2 separate regions of the Mustela erminea genome follow, and region 2 is linked to region 1. Evidence: chromatin contacts called from public Hi-C data. All regions are on one chromosome and are shown on one strand. The core of a region is the stretch at or near the end of the contact, and the rest is flanking DNA. Distances in the headings are between cores, read along the strand shown. Region 1 holds the start of AFF1 (AF4/FMR2 family member 1). Region 2 holds the start of KLHL8 (kelch-like protein 8).

What was found. Hi-C and Micro-C count contacts between places; a contact is called where the count stands out from the background.
Region 2: a contact with region 1 is called in a Hi-C map of spleen, with 4 times the contacts expected there. The contact joins the promoter of KLHL8 here to the promoter of AFF1 in region 1. A contact is called at or near these places in 2 of 3 Hi-C or Micro-C datasets (fibroblasts and spleen).

What each region holds. Positions count from the first base shown.
Region 1 is chr2:46,192,844-46,199,827 of mMusErm1.Pri, reverse strand. AFF1 (AF4/FMR2 family member 1) reads right to left here and starts at 4,258. Exons shown (of 20, transcript XM_032332812.1): 1 at 3,958-4,258.
Region 2 is chr2:46,481,529-46,488,512 of mMusErm1.Pri, reverse strand. It overlaps KLHL8 (kelch-like protein 8), which reads left to right and starts at 3,073. Exons shown (of 11, transcript XM_032332825.1): 1 at 3,073-3,180.

The sequences.
Region 1 (6,984 bases), core at 3,009-5,508:
TTTGTATTCTCTCTAAATACTTTCTCAATCTCCTGAAAAATTAGTTAATAATCTAGAGTTTTTGAAAAAGGGGAACTTGAAGCTTTTAGCTTCAACAGACATATCTAGGTTAGCAAATGAATTCAAGTTGAAGGTCAGCTTTCAGTACAGGGCTTTAATTGTAAGGATACTATCCCAACTATGTCTTATAATGATCCAAATATTTATAAATAAATTAGCTCTACCTTTTAAAAAGTGAAAGCATCAGTCCATCTTAAGATTTGTAATTTGAATGACCAATTAACTTCATAAATGCTTATGTAAATTCATTTGATGAAAGCACAAATTACAGCTAAGCATAAAACTCCTTTCACTTGCTTCTTAAAAAAATACTAAGAGACATCTGGATGGTGCAGTCGGTTAAGGAACTGACTCTTGGCTTCAGCTCAGGTTGTGATCTCAGGGTTGTGGGATCAAGCTCCATGCTGGCTCCTGGGCTTGTGCCGAGCATGGAATCTGCTTAAAGATTCTCTCTCCCTCTCTCTGTGGCCATCCAGCTTGTGCTTGTGCACACTCTGTCTCTCTCAAATTAATAATTATTTTTTTTAGAATTCCAAAGGAAAACAATATTAATTTTTAGAACTGCAAAGGAAAACAATACTAAAAAACTGCCGGGGCGCCTATGTGGCTCAGTGGGTTAAAGCCTCTGCCTTCAGCTCGGGTCATGATCCCAGGGTCCTGGGATGGAGCCTCCAATGGAATCAGGCTCTCTGCTCCGCAGGGAACCTGCTTCCCCCTCCCTCTCTCTGCCTGCCTCTCTGGCTACTTGTGATCTCTGTCTGTCAAATAAATAAATAAATCTTTTAAAAAACAAAAAAAAAAGTTTGCCCTTTCTAAACTTAATTTTTTTTTAACCCATCTTTTCAACTCAAGGCGATATTACTTCAACGGAACAATCACATGGCTACAGTGACTTGTGGACGTTTTCAGACATGCAACTCATATGTATTGTAATAAGACAGTACTCTTCCAAATTTAATCCAAAATCCAATTAAGAACCTTAGTTAATAAAACAGTAACTTTTAGCTCAACCCACCCCTTCCAAATTCAGTCAAGCCAGATAGGAAACAGAAGAAGCAGCCAGCTTTGATGTAGTCTAACTACTACGTCAAAGTAGTAAGTCTTAACACCCCACAAAAACAATGTCTTCTGGTGGCAAAAAAATGCAGGCATACTCCGCATTTTTTTTTAAAGATTTTATTTATTTATTTGAGAGAGATTTATTGAGAGAGATCACAAGCAGGCAGAGAGGCAGGCAGAGAGAGAGGAGGAAGCAGGCTCCCTGCTGAGCAGAGAGCCCGATGCAGGACTCGATCCCAGGACTCCGAGTTCATGACCTGAGCCGAAGGCAGCGGCTTAACCCGCTGAGCCACCCAGGCGCCCCCATACTCCGCATTTTGCCAGAGAAAGCAATGTTTAAAATTACTGGGCTTTTCTGACCTTAAATTCTCAGTCCCTGCATGACCTTTGTATTCTAATTTGACACACTGTGATTCTTCAAGATTGTGTTTTTTACAGAGTTGAAGAGTTAAGCAAATCACAAATGCCAAAGCCACTACAGAAATCTGATTGCTACAGAGAATGTATAAGACATGTTAACTCTGGTAAGTAACAGTTCATTTTCTTTCTGCAGGTGGAAAGCCTGCAAATTCCACACCTCTAGTCTCATTACTCCTGTAAGTTTTATCTAGAAAATGAAAAGAAAGGGGGAGATTCCCAGTATCTACACTCATTTTTTATTATTATTTAAGAAGGTTCCATAACCAGCGTGGAGCCCAATGAGGGGCTTGATCTCATGACACTGAGATCAAGGCCTGAGCTGAGATCAAAAGTTGGACTCCTTCACTGAGCTACTAGGCGCACCTAAACTCCTTTCTTTCTTTCTTTCTTTTTAATTAATTTATTTATTTGACAGACAGAGATCACAAGTAGGCAGAGAAGCAGGCAGAGAGAGAAGGAAGGGAAGCAGGCTCCCTGCTGGGCAAAGAGCCCAGTCAGATCCCGGGCTGATCCCAGAATGCTGGGATCATGACCTGAGCTGAAGGCAGAGGCTTTAACACACTGAGCCACCCAGGTGCCCCTAAGCTCATTTTTTTCAAAGCCTTGTGTCCTAGTCTTCAATGTCTTAAACATCCCAAGTCCTTTTGGGGGTTCCCTCTCTCCTAAATCAGCTAAATTCAAATTAATCCTTCTAGTTTTACACAATAAGTACTACAAGTTACTCTTTTCCTTTCTCTCCTAGTTTCCCTTAATTCTCTTGGGTCATTACCCTTTAGTACTCTCCATGCCTTTTCTGCATCTTTATCTTCAAATACAGTATTTTCTAACACTGGCAAGGGGCAACACCTTTAAATTAAAGCAGGAGAACCATCCAGAATTTTCAACTCTCCTATGAATTTATTTCCAGAATATCCACTCAAGGAATCCTTTCCACTAAAGATGAAAGGCAAGCTAAGGAAATACATTAGACAGAGGAAGTAAACACTGAAACAGGGCCATGCCTAGGTATGCTCAAGTCTCTGAAGAGAACTAGATTCATAGTCCAAAGGTCTTTTTCTTTTACGGGCCTTCTATCTCCACCCGGAGCCTGACTGACGCACAGAGCTCCGGGAGAGGTATCCCACCTCTGCCTACCTCCTACGAAATGTGCCAGACTTGCTCTGAAATAATCTTGCACAAACAAAATTCCCACACTTTTCAGGGCGCTCCCTTGTCTGATGTTTCTGGGTCTCAATTTCTGAGTTTTCACTTTGCAACTGTCCCAGGGAACTGGGTCTTCGCCTTAATTACGGTTTCGCCTTTAAAGTTTTAAATCTGTCTGGTTCCTCGATGATATGTCATTCCCGGCCCCCAGCCCTCAACGTGCACCGACAGGGTTAAAAAAGCCCGATCCCACACTTTAAAAAAACAGCAAAACATGGTCTGCAAGCGCCCCCTCTCCCTCGTACCTCCCCTCCCCGCAAGAGAGGCTGGCTCCCGGATGAAACGGACACATCTCCACCTCCAAAGCCAAAGGTCTTCCTGGCACAATCTGCATAACAATATTGGGGTGTAAGTGAGTGCAGAAACTCCTGGAAGTCCAACCTACTAAGAAAGTATCGAGACCTTCAAAGGTCCCTTGCAAATTCATTAATGTAACTACCATTACGTTAAGATGGGTACGATTTACACAACTCTCCAATTCCTCTCCCTTTTTAATTCGACGACCCTGGTGTTTGCAACGTCGGGGGGCTCGAATGCAGCAGTCACAGGAGGATCAGACACCGGCGTGAAAAATTATCAAGAGAAATTAACCAGTTCCACGTTCTGCAGATGCCGTCCCCCTGCGCCCCAGGGGCAAATCGCAGAAGGTGCCTTCAACTTTCCCCCTTCGCTCTCTCGAAGCTGCGGACCACCGAACACGCGCCTTCCTCTCAATCACAATTAGATCGGACGGGATCCAGTAATTCTCCCAACCACACGCAAAGAGAAGGCTGACAATGACGGGGGGGATGGGGAACTCGGAATGGACGAGAGAAAAGCCCCGCTTTTACTCCCCGAGAAACTTCTGGGACACTTCTATTACGCAACCCAGAGACTAGGTTCCAAAACAGAACATCCTTCCGCAAGACGCGGGGCGCACCGGGAGACGTCGGATTTGGGAGAGTGGGGAAGGAAAATGGGTCTCTTCCTGTGTTTCCCACCGCTCCACCCCCAGTTCTTCCAGACGCTACCTGCCCCAGACTTGCAAGGGTGATGCGAGCACCGCGTCTCCTTCGCCCGTTCCCACCGGAAAAGTGGAAACGCCAGCTACTTGAGTCAGCGTGCTGGGAAGCAGGCAGCGAGGCGGGGAGAGCCTGGGCTTCCCAGAAGTCAGCGGCTGCGGCGTTCCCGACGAGGCTGACCCCCAGCCCGGGGGCGTACAGGGGCTCCGCTTACCTTCCTGACCTTTGCTCCTCCAGTCTCAAGTCGTGCGCCCTCGCCACCTCCGCTCTCCCCTGACCTGTTGCGGTGGGGAAAGGGCGCGGGTGCGGAAAGCGAAGAGGAAAGCGTCCTCCCGCAAGTCAGAGGCGGCTCGCACCAGTCTCGGCTCGCGAGCCGCGGAAGCGAAAATGCAGCTGCGCCCGCGACGCGCGCAGGCGGCAGCCGAGTGCGCAGGGGCCGCGCGCTAGTCCGCTTGCTGGCCCACGAGCTCCGCGCGCCCGCAGAGCCTGAACGCCCCGGAGGCAAGGCCACGCCCTCCTCGGGTGGCCCCGCCCCCGGCCTGGCCCGCCCCCACCCTGCAGCCGGGCGCTAGGCAGATCAGCCTGGCCCACGCCCTCTAGCTGGCGCCACCCAAATGGCTAGGAACGTCGCCACTCTCCTCGGGAAACCGGTGGGAGGATCCAGGGGGAGCGGCAGCGGAGGATGGAATACTGCAGTGACCGCACCGGCAGCGTGGGTGACCCTGCCCCGGGCTGACGTGGGGCGCAAGAACCATTTCTGTTCCTCAGAGGGATTCAGCTCAATGTCAAGTTTTGACTAAAAGTGTCAAGGAGACTTCCTGCAATTTCCTATACAATTGAAACAGATTCTGTGCCCTTTAAAGGAGATAATAACTCACATCTGGAGAGTGTTTTCCAGTTTATAGAGGGCTTTTCACACTCACAGGCCCAACTCATCTTCACAACAACCTTATAAAATAGATACATCATTATTGCCATTAGCCAAATAATGAAGCCGAAGAGCTGAAAATTAAGTGTTGTGCCCAAGGTCCGCAAGCTACAAAGTGGCACGGGAAACAGATCTCCTGAAACCAACCTCTGGGTTCTTGCATTTCACTGCCCAAACCCAGAAAATCCTCGTAGGGGTAGGGGTTTTGGCAAACAGAACCAAAGGAAGAAGGGAAAGCTAATGTCTAGTTGAGATGCTAGCGATTCCTTCTATGAATATAAGGAAAGCATCGAGTTTGGTCTTTGCGCCATCTCTCCTCCCTCACCGAAAGAGATGCAGAAAGATTACAATGAACGGCTTAGATGGGTTTTTACAGTATCATAATGGTTTAAAGTGGGTGAAATTACTTGGATGAAGAAGATTACCTTTCTCAACAGTAATGTGATGTAAATGTATATTAATGTAATGAATGAAAATAACCCCCTCGGTGCCCTTTGTATTTCTTCTCACCCTTCTCTTCTCCTTTTTCCTCCTCCTCCTCCTCCTCCTCCTTGTTGCTATTGCTTTGTCCCTCATTACTCCTTCCTCATGTACATGAACGGTGTGGATTGAAAACCTAATCAATAGATATTTGCATTTCCAAATTAAACCTTTGGTTACCTGGCTTAATTTCCCATGGGCTGTGTTCCAAAATATAACTCTTCTTCCTCCTCCCTATGCTCCCATGATGATATTGATTTGGCTTACCTTAACTGCTTAAATAATGAAAGTGTCTTGGTGTGTCTCCGGACAAAAGCGTTAGAGGTCATCTATGAGCAGGAGTCACCTCTGACAGGTGTTTGTATTGTTCTTAAAAGTTTCCAATAGAGGGACGCCTGGGTGGCTCAGTTGGTTGGGCGACTGCCTTCGGCTCGGGTCATGATCCCGGAGTCCTGGGATCGAGTCCCACATCGGGCTCTCAGCTCCATGAGGAGTCTGCTTCTCCCTCTGACCTTCTCCCCTCTCATGCTCTCTCTCTCTCTCAAATAAATAAATAAATAATCTTTTAAAAAAATAAAAAGTTTCCAATAGAGATTGGTATCTATTCTAATCAGAAAAAACATTTTAACCTTTTTGTTATGGAACTAATACATTTCATTGTAATATATATGTGCATAATATTTTATAATCTAAAAGTCTTTACTATTCCTTTCTAAAACTTTTTCCTTTGTCATGTTCCTTTAATCATCCTATTCTACCTCCTAATACCTTCAAACTGTGGTCAGCTTAGTAAATAATGTTGAGAGTTTGATACTTTTATTTTCCTGCTTTTAAAGCCGAAGGATGTAATTTTGCAACAACTTTTTGTAGAAGATGATGTAGTTTTGCTTCAGAGAGTAGTCCATTCCATTTATATGAATATTCTTAAGGCTGTGTGCTAGTGATAGGCCATATCTATGACAAAGTTTCCAGTGCCTAGCAGAAACAAATAAATAAATAATTCCAACACATAGTTCTATTGATTAATTTCTGGAAAGATGGTAGGTTATTTAAAAACACTAAAGTCAGGAGCGCCTGGGTGGCCCAGTGGGTTAAAGCCTCTGCCTTCAGCTCCGGTCATGATCCCAGAGTCCAGCCCTGCATCCAGCCCTGCATCCTGCTCTCTGTTCAGCAGGGAGCCTGCTTCCTCCTCTCTCTCTCTCTCTGCCTGTTTCTCTCTGCCTACTTGTGATCTCTGTCTGTTAAATATATATATACATATATATTTTAATATTTAAAAACACTAAAGTCAAAATTAATTTTTTTTAATTTTATTTATTTATTTGAAAGACACGGAGAGACTGAGAGATGAGAGGGGAGAAGGTCCGAGGGAGAAACAGAATCCCTGCAGAGCTGGGAGCCAAATTCGGGACTTGATCCCAGTAGTCCGGGATCACAACCTGAGCCAAAGGCAGTGGCCTAACCAACCGAGACATGTAGGCACCCAAAATTAATTTTTTTAAGATTTTATTTATTCATTTGACAGAGAGAGAGCACAAGCAGGAGGAGCAGCAGGCAGAGGGAAAAGCAGGACCCCTGCTGAGCGGGGAGCTTGATCCAGAACTCAATCCCAGGTCCTGAAGGCAGAGGCTTAACAGACTAAGTTACCCAGGCATCCCCAAAATTAATTTTTTTAAAGATTTTATTTATTTATTTGACTGAGAGAGCACAAGCAGGTAGAGCAGGAGAGGGAGAATCAGGTTCCCCACTGAGCAGGGAGCTCATTGTTTTGGGGCTCAATCTCAGGACTCTGGAGATCATGACCTGAGCCAAAGGCAGATGCCCAACTGACTG
Region 2 (6,984 bases), core at 1,824-4,323, 290 kb before region 1:
AGTGGGGTGCCTGCTTCCCCCCCCCACCCCGCTTCTCTGCCTAGTTGTGATCTCTGTCTGTCAAATAAATAAATAAAATCTTTTTTTTTAAAAAAAAAGGAAGAAAGAAAGAAAGGAAGAAAGAAAAATGTCTTCTTTCTCCTGGTGCAGGGAGGGCTCTATTTACATGGCAGTTTCTTTTTTGTTTTGTTTTGTTTTGTTTTTTTAGATTTTATTTGTCAGAGATAGAGCACACAAGCAGGGGAAGAAATGGGAATTTCTATGATAGAAATAGAAATAGGCAGAGGGAGAAGGCGTCTCTATATGGCGGTCTTGTGAATGTTTCAGGTAAGAAAGGTGAGAGGGTGAGCTGCAGAGAGACCTTCTCCTTCTGTCATTTTTTTCAAATTCCTTCAGCTTTATTCAATACGCCAACATGGTATATATGGGGGTAGCATGTCCTGAACTCCATAAAAGGCATATCTTGTTTTGTGAGATACATTTTTTTTTAAATAATTGAGAGCATTTTGGGGGATATATTACTTTCTGGAGAAGGACTCTTTTCCCTTACCCCAAGTTTATTGACATTTGTTCTGAAAATTTCATTTAATTTTCAGATTTATTTATTTATTTATTTATTTATTTAATTTTTTTGGTGTGATTCTTCTTTCCCAACAAAAAGTTCTAGATTGGTGTACCTTGTATGCTCCCCACTTCCCTTATCACTATATGCATACCTTTTTTATGCATATAGTGCATATTGTTAGTTTTCTGCCCCCTCACTAGAGTGCTGGGACTGTTAGTTTTGTTCACTGTGTTATTTCCCATTTCGCAATGTCTAGCTCATAGTTCAATGTTCAGTAAATACTCTTGAATAAATAAATGGTAAGAGTATTGAAATTTTGTTTATATTTCTTTGATGTAGTTGGTAATTACAAGTAACCAATTGCTTTGTATATGTCAGTAATAAGATAAAAAGCCACTCTGCCCTATAAGCATTTTTTATTTCATTTTAATTTTTTTAAAGTAAACTCTAGGCCCAACATGCCGCTTGCTCTCATGACCCTGGGATCAAGACTCACATGCTCTACCAACTGAGCCACCCAGGCACCCCTACACAGCATTTTTTAGGAGACACAGTACACCTGATTAAAAAGAAAAGTTCATATTATATAAGAAATTCTATTAGATGAAATCTTGCTGTTTGTGACGATGTAGATGGAACTATGCTTAGCGAAATAAGTCAATTGGAGAGAGACAACTGTCATATGATCTCCCAGATATGAGGAAGGGGAGATGCAACATGGGGGGTTTGGGGGTAGGAAAAGAATAAATGAAACAAGATGGGATTGGGAGGGAGACAAACCATAAGAGACTCTCAATCTCACAAAACAAACTGAGAGCTGTGGGGGAGGGGGTAGGGAGAGGGTGGTGGGGTTATGGGCATTGGGGAGGGTATGTGTTATGGTGAGTGCAGTGAAGTGTGTAAACCTCGTGATTCACAGACCTGTACCCCTGTGGCTAATAATACATTATATGTTAATAAAAAATTCTATTAGAACATTGTTTTATTAAATATATATTGTATTGCGTCATGCTTCCAGACAAATTTTATGAGTGTGTGTGTGTGTGTGTGTGTACTTTAAAACCGGTCTTGCTCTATTTTTCTAAGGGCATTGACATTAAATTTGCAAAATACAATGCTCTGAAGAGAAGTATTTCCAAATATTAAGGATTATTTCAATTTGTTATGTAAAAAAGTTGATTTTTTTTAAGAAATGAAATTTCTAATTAAGTAGTCATTTTGGGGGTTTTACATAAGATGTTATTATTTTTATTTTATTATTTTTAAAAGATCTTATTTACTTGTCAGAGAGAGAGCATGTTAAAGCATAAGAAAGGAGAGTGGCAGACAGAGGGGAAAAGCAGGCTCCCTGCTGAGCAAGGAGCAGGAGGAGGGACTGGATCCCAAGGCCTGGGATCATGACCTGAACTGAAGGCAGAGGCTTAACACTGAGTCACCCAGGCATTCGAAGATGCTACCATTTTTATTTTTATTTTTTTAAAGATTTCATTTATTTGACAGAGATCACAAGTAGGCAGAGAGGCAGGCAGAGAGAGAGGGAAGCAGGCTCCCCGCTGAGCAGAGAGCCCATTGCAACCCTGAGATCATGACCTGAGAGGAAGGCAGAGGCTTAACCCACGGAGCCACCCAGGCGCCCCAGATGCTACCATTTTTTAAAGACGACTTTTTCTAGTAAAATCAATACAAACCTATGTTTAACATTCATAAATGTACCTAGGGTTGGATGTATTCTGAAGGAGATTGCTGGGGTTGTAAATGCTTGAGATTGTTCTAACAAAAGACACATTAGGAGAACATTTAAAAATTTTTTTCTTTGCGCTCTCTTAATCTCCTACCTCCACATTCCACTGACTTTATTGAAAAATTGTTTTATTTCAACATTTTTATTAGCAATGGTTTTTGGCAGTGTCAGCTTAGGTCAATTAACTGCTTCCTTAGGTTTGTCAACTTTGCGCCTGTCTTTATAAACACGAGCTGCTGTGTATATCCTCTGCAGAGCAGAGGGCAAAGTGACAGGAATAGAAACGGAAGTCTTCCCCCTCCCCCCCATTTTAAAAAAGATATAATCCCAAGGAACAGTCAGCGCGCGGGAGGGGGAGTTGATGGATATAAAATGAAACTAAATTCTGTATGGCCACGGAAGTGCAGAAACGGAGAACTTCAGAGATACTGATGCGGTGTCCCACCCAGAACTGTTTTTGAAGACGTCCCCCAGGCCCTGGTCTACCTTCCCCCCTGCAGCACCGCACCGCGAGTCGCCCGAGCACTCGCGACGCCCACGAGCGAACGGGGGCGGCGAGGACGTGGGGGCGGGCCCCCGGAGGAGGTAACCAGAAACCACACCTCCCAGAGTGCAGTGCGCAGGCTCCGGCGCGCGCTCCGCTCGCAGCCCCAGAGGCTGCGGCTCTCGAGGCTGAGCCGTGAGGACGCCGGGCGCCGGCCAGGGCTCTACGGGGCCGCGCAGCAGAGCGCGCGTCCGTCTGGTGCTCGCGCGGGGCTTAGTGCGGCGCCGCTGGGTGCTGCGGGAAGGCGCTGGGCTGCGGGAGCCTGGCAGGGCAGCCGCAGCCTTGGCGAGGCCGGCAGAAACCGAGCGGAGGGACGAGCCGGGGACCGAGGTAACTGCGCTCATTCCCCGTCGCTCCTCGCTTCCCTTTGTGCGATGCTGTCCGTTCACGCCGAGCCCTCCCTTACCCCAGCCCGAAACCCTAACGCCGCCCGGGCTTGCGCCTCCGGCTCGCGGAAACTCCAGCCCTACAAGCAGTAACTACAACTCCACAGCTGAGAGGGTTTGGGGCCCATTAAACCGCTGCACGTTTTCCGTCGCTCCGCTTGGCGAGGGGTGGGGAGGGGGACGGGGTCGCATTTCCCGGAGGAAATCCCCCGCCTCTGGCTCTGTCAGCCGCGTCGGTGGCCCCCTTGGCTCTCTGCTCTCGGTCCTTCGAAGAGGAGAAGGACAGGCAGGTGTTTGGTGGGGTGCAAGGAATCAGCAGGAGCGGGGCGGCCGGCCGGCTTCGGGGCCGGGGGAGGGCGGCCGGCCTGTGGGCGCGCGGCAGGTGGGCTGTCTCCTGGCCCTGCGGCACGGGGACTCGCCGCCCGCCGGGGGCGGGCCTGCCCTGGGGGCTTGTCGCGGGTCCGGGACTGGCCGGCCGGAGGGGCTCGCCGCCTGTCGGGGACTTGCCTCGCCGTGGGGCTCGCTGCTGGTCGGAATTGCTGCTGTCGGGGGTTTGCTGCCCGCGCCAGGTGCCCCTTCCGCGGTGGTGGAGACCTGGTCCTAGAGTGCCTCCTGGTGTGACACCTGCAACTGCAGCCCCTTTCCGAAGGCGCAGCCGCTCCACGGAGTTTGTTCTACTGCCCCAGAGCCCGCTGTTTCTTCTTCCTTCCACTCAGTTATGGGCTGAGTTAATTTGCTGGTTTTTTCAGGCAGGGCTGTTAGTCTACAGACTTGGCAGTTTTCTAGCCCCGGGCTTGTCCTTTACTGGATTTGCACCATCGTAGCGTCTGCACACCTGGGTATAAAAAGCGTTGTAAAACGTAATGTATACTCCCGCTGGGCAGGGTTGAATCAGATGACTTTGATGAAATTGAACCATTCTCAGTATTCCTTTTAATCTGCTGTAATAGCATAACTATTTTTGGCCCTTTATGCTAATGTTGCCACTGTGGGTGGTTACCACGTTTAGAAGACACTTTGGGGAAAGCTTCTTGAAAAACCTGGGTTGACACAAGTATGCTATCTACTAGTTGCACTTTTTCGTTTCTATTTGCATTGTTTTTCTTTCTTACAAGTCGATAATTGTTTCATTCTTGCTGTTCTTCATGCTCACTCTATGAGGATACCCTTTCTACATCTCCCTCGAATCCTGACCCCGGCAGAAGGTCGACTTGGGGGAACAGTCACTGCTTGGCGGTGACTTTTTTCATTGGCTCCTGCTTTTCCTCCTCCTTCCTACAGGCACTCCCTTTAGTTTGTCAGTCAACCCATGACCCGCTTAGACTTTTAGTCCCTTGCTATATTGCCATTGCCTTTTAAAATATCAAATAACATGAACATAAATACAAAAAGGAGTCTTAAGATAACTATACTCACATGTGCACTTAGTTTCATATTAACGTTTAAAACTAATTCTTTTAGCATTTGATAAGATTACTGTTAATGGTTTTTAAATGATTATATATGCTGTAATAATTGCACGTTCTGTATTCTGGCAGGAAACTTAATTCACAGGGTAATTTTTAGAAAACAATTATTTCCTCATTTGTTAAGAAAATGAGGTGAATTTTGACACATCCGCCCCAGCCCTTTTGCAAAATAGAGTTTATATTTAGGGCAGTTTTAGGTTCACAGCAAAATTGAGTGGAAGGTACAGATTTACTGTATAGGCTCTGCCTCCATATGACCCCTGCCTGTCTCCACATAGGCACAGCCTCCCCCACCATCAAAATGCCCACAAAAAAAGGGCACATTTGTTAAAATCAATGAGTCTACATTGACAGATCATTATCACCTAAAGTTTATAGTTTACAGTAGGGTACTGTATATCCTATGCATTTAGACAAATGACAGTTTTTTTTAAAAATCAAGAAATTTTAGGAGTTGTAGAGAATGGAAATGAGTATTGTTATTTAAAAAAGTCTTACAAGAAATATTTTGAACATCCTAAAAATTAATTTCTAGTAGTTTTTGTTTCTTAAAAAATGGATGTTTAAACTTTTTTTTTTTAAGTTTTTATTTATTTATTTGACAGAGAGAAATCACAAGTAGTGGGAGAGGCAGGCAGAGAGAGAGAGAGGGAAGCAGGCTCCCGGCTGAGCAGAGAGCCGATGCGGGACTCGATCCCAGGACACTGAGATCATGACCTGAGCTGAAGGCAGCGGCTCAACCCACTGAGCCCCCCAGGCGCCACTGGATGTTTAAACTTTAAGTTTCTTATTTTTACATTTTCAGGAGTTATTTATTTTGTATATTAAGAATTGAGACGAATAAGAAGGAATGCCTCCTAAAATAACAAAATGTCCTATTTTTCAGTCCTAAAACTCATTAGCTTGACCATTTATTTTTCTGAAAACCATGTTTTATATTCACCAATGAAGCGAAAGGAAATCAAACATTTTAAATACACTAATTTTTCTTTATTGATGCCAAGATATATCTACACTAGAATGTGACCCGTTAGGCTGGCTGGCTTTCTTTCTTTCTTTCTTTTTAATCTGTTTTCTCTCTCTTGAGGGTTTTTTGTGGAAACATCAGGATATAGTAATGTACTAAGTAATCTCAGTTCTGGAACTAGACAACTCAATTAGAATCCCAAGTCTCCATTTGTTGGCTGTATGACCAGGGCAAGTTATTTTCTGAACTTCCATTTTGTTAGCTGTAAAAGGGAAATAAAAGTATTAATTGTTATAATAATGTGAAATCATTCTATAAACTGTAATACACTGCAATGTTTATTCATATCACTAGTTTCATGTTGTGTTTTAAAATGCCGCCAGTATATTTTCAGGTAATACTGCTTAAGTAAATACTATCAAACTTTTTTTTTTTAAGGGCTGTTTTTACAGGAGACTTTGTTATCTAGTTATGAATGATTTAGTTGGTTCTTATGAGTCAGAGGTGAAATTATGAAAGAGAGTCAAAGGTGCTTTGAGAAAATTTCTGCTTCATCTGTCTGGTTCTTAACCTAGATCTTAACACGCCAATGGGTGTGTCCATAGTCTTAAAAGAGTCTGAACTCTGTATAACTGTACATTGTGGGGAGAAGACCCATAGCTTTCAGCAGCTGTTTAGAAGAGGTTCGTCGACAACCCCAGCAAAGGTTCTAAGAACTACTAACATAAGTTATCTAGGCAGGCTTCTTTACTAAACATTTTGCAGATTATTATCTTTAATAAAGGTTCCACACCCAGCGTGAAGTTCAACTTAAAAAAAAACCCTCAAACTTACAATCCTGAGAGCAAGACCTGAACTGAGGTCAAAAGTTGGATATTTAGCAGACTGAGCCATCCAGGCATTCTTTTCGTATTATTTTTAATATTAGGGATTTTTTTTGAGCCACCGTGAATGCCTGTTTTCTTCCAGAACTAGAGGCTGATATTAATGTTATACTATGTTCATATGAACAGTAGTGCTGCTGCTTATATATGGAGATGACGCCACTGATTATTGATACCATTATTTTTAGGCAGATAGTGTCCATTCCTCCCCACCCATCTTGATGGGCAATAGAATACTTGACAAGGAGTGATACCCTAATACAATCTAGCATGTTAGAATATTATTTTGAAATGCTAAAAGATAATTTGGTTTCCTTAACCTAAAATTTGAACATTTTTTCTTATCTCAACAGAACACCAAATGCTAAAGAAAATTAAGTATTTTATCTTACAAACTAGATAATGATATTTATGTAATGTATTTGTTG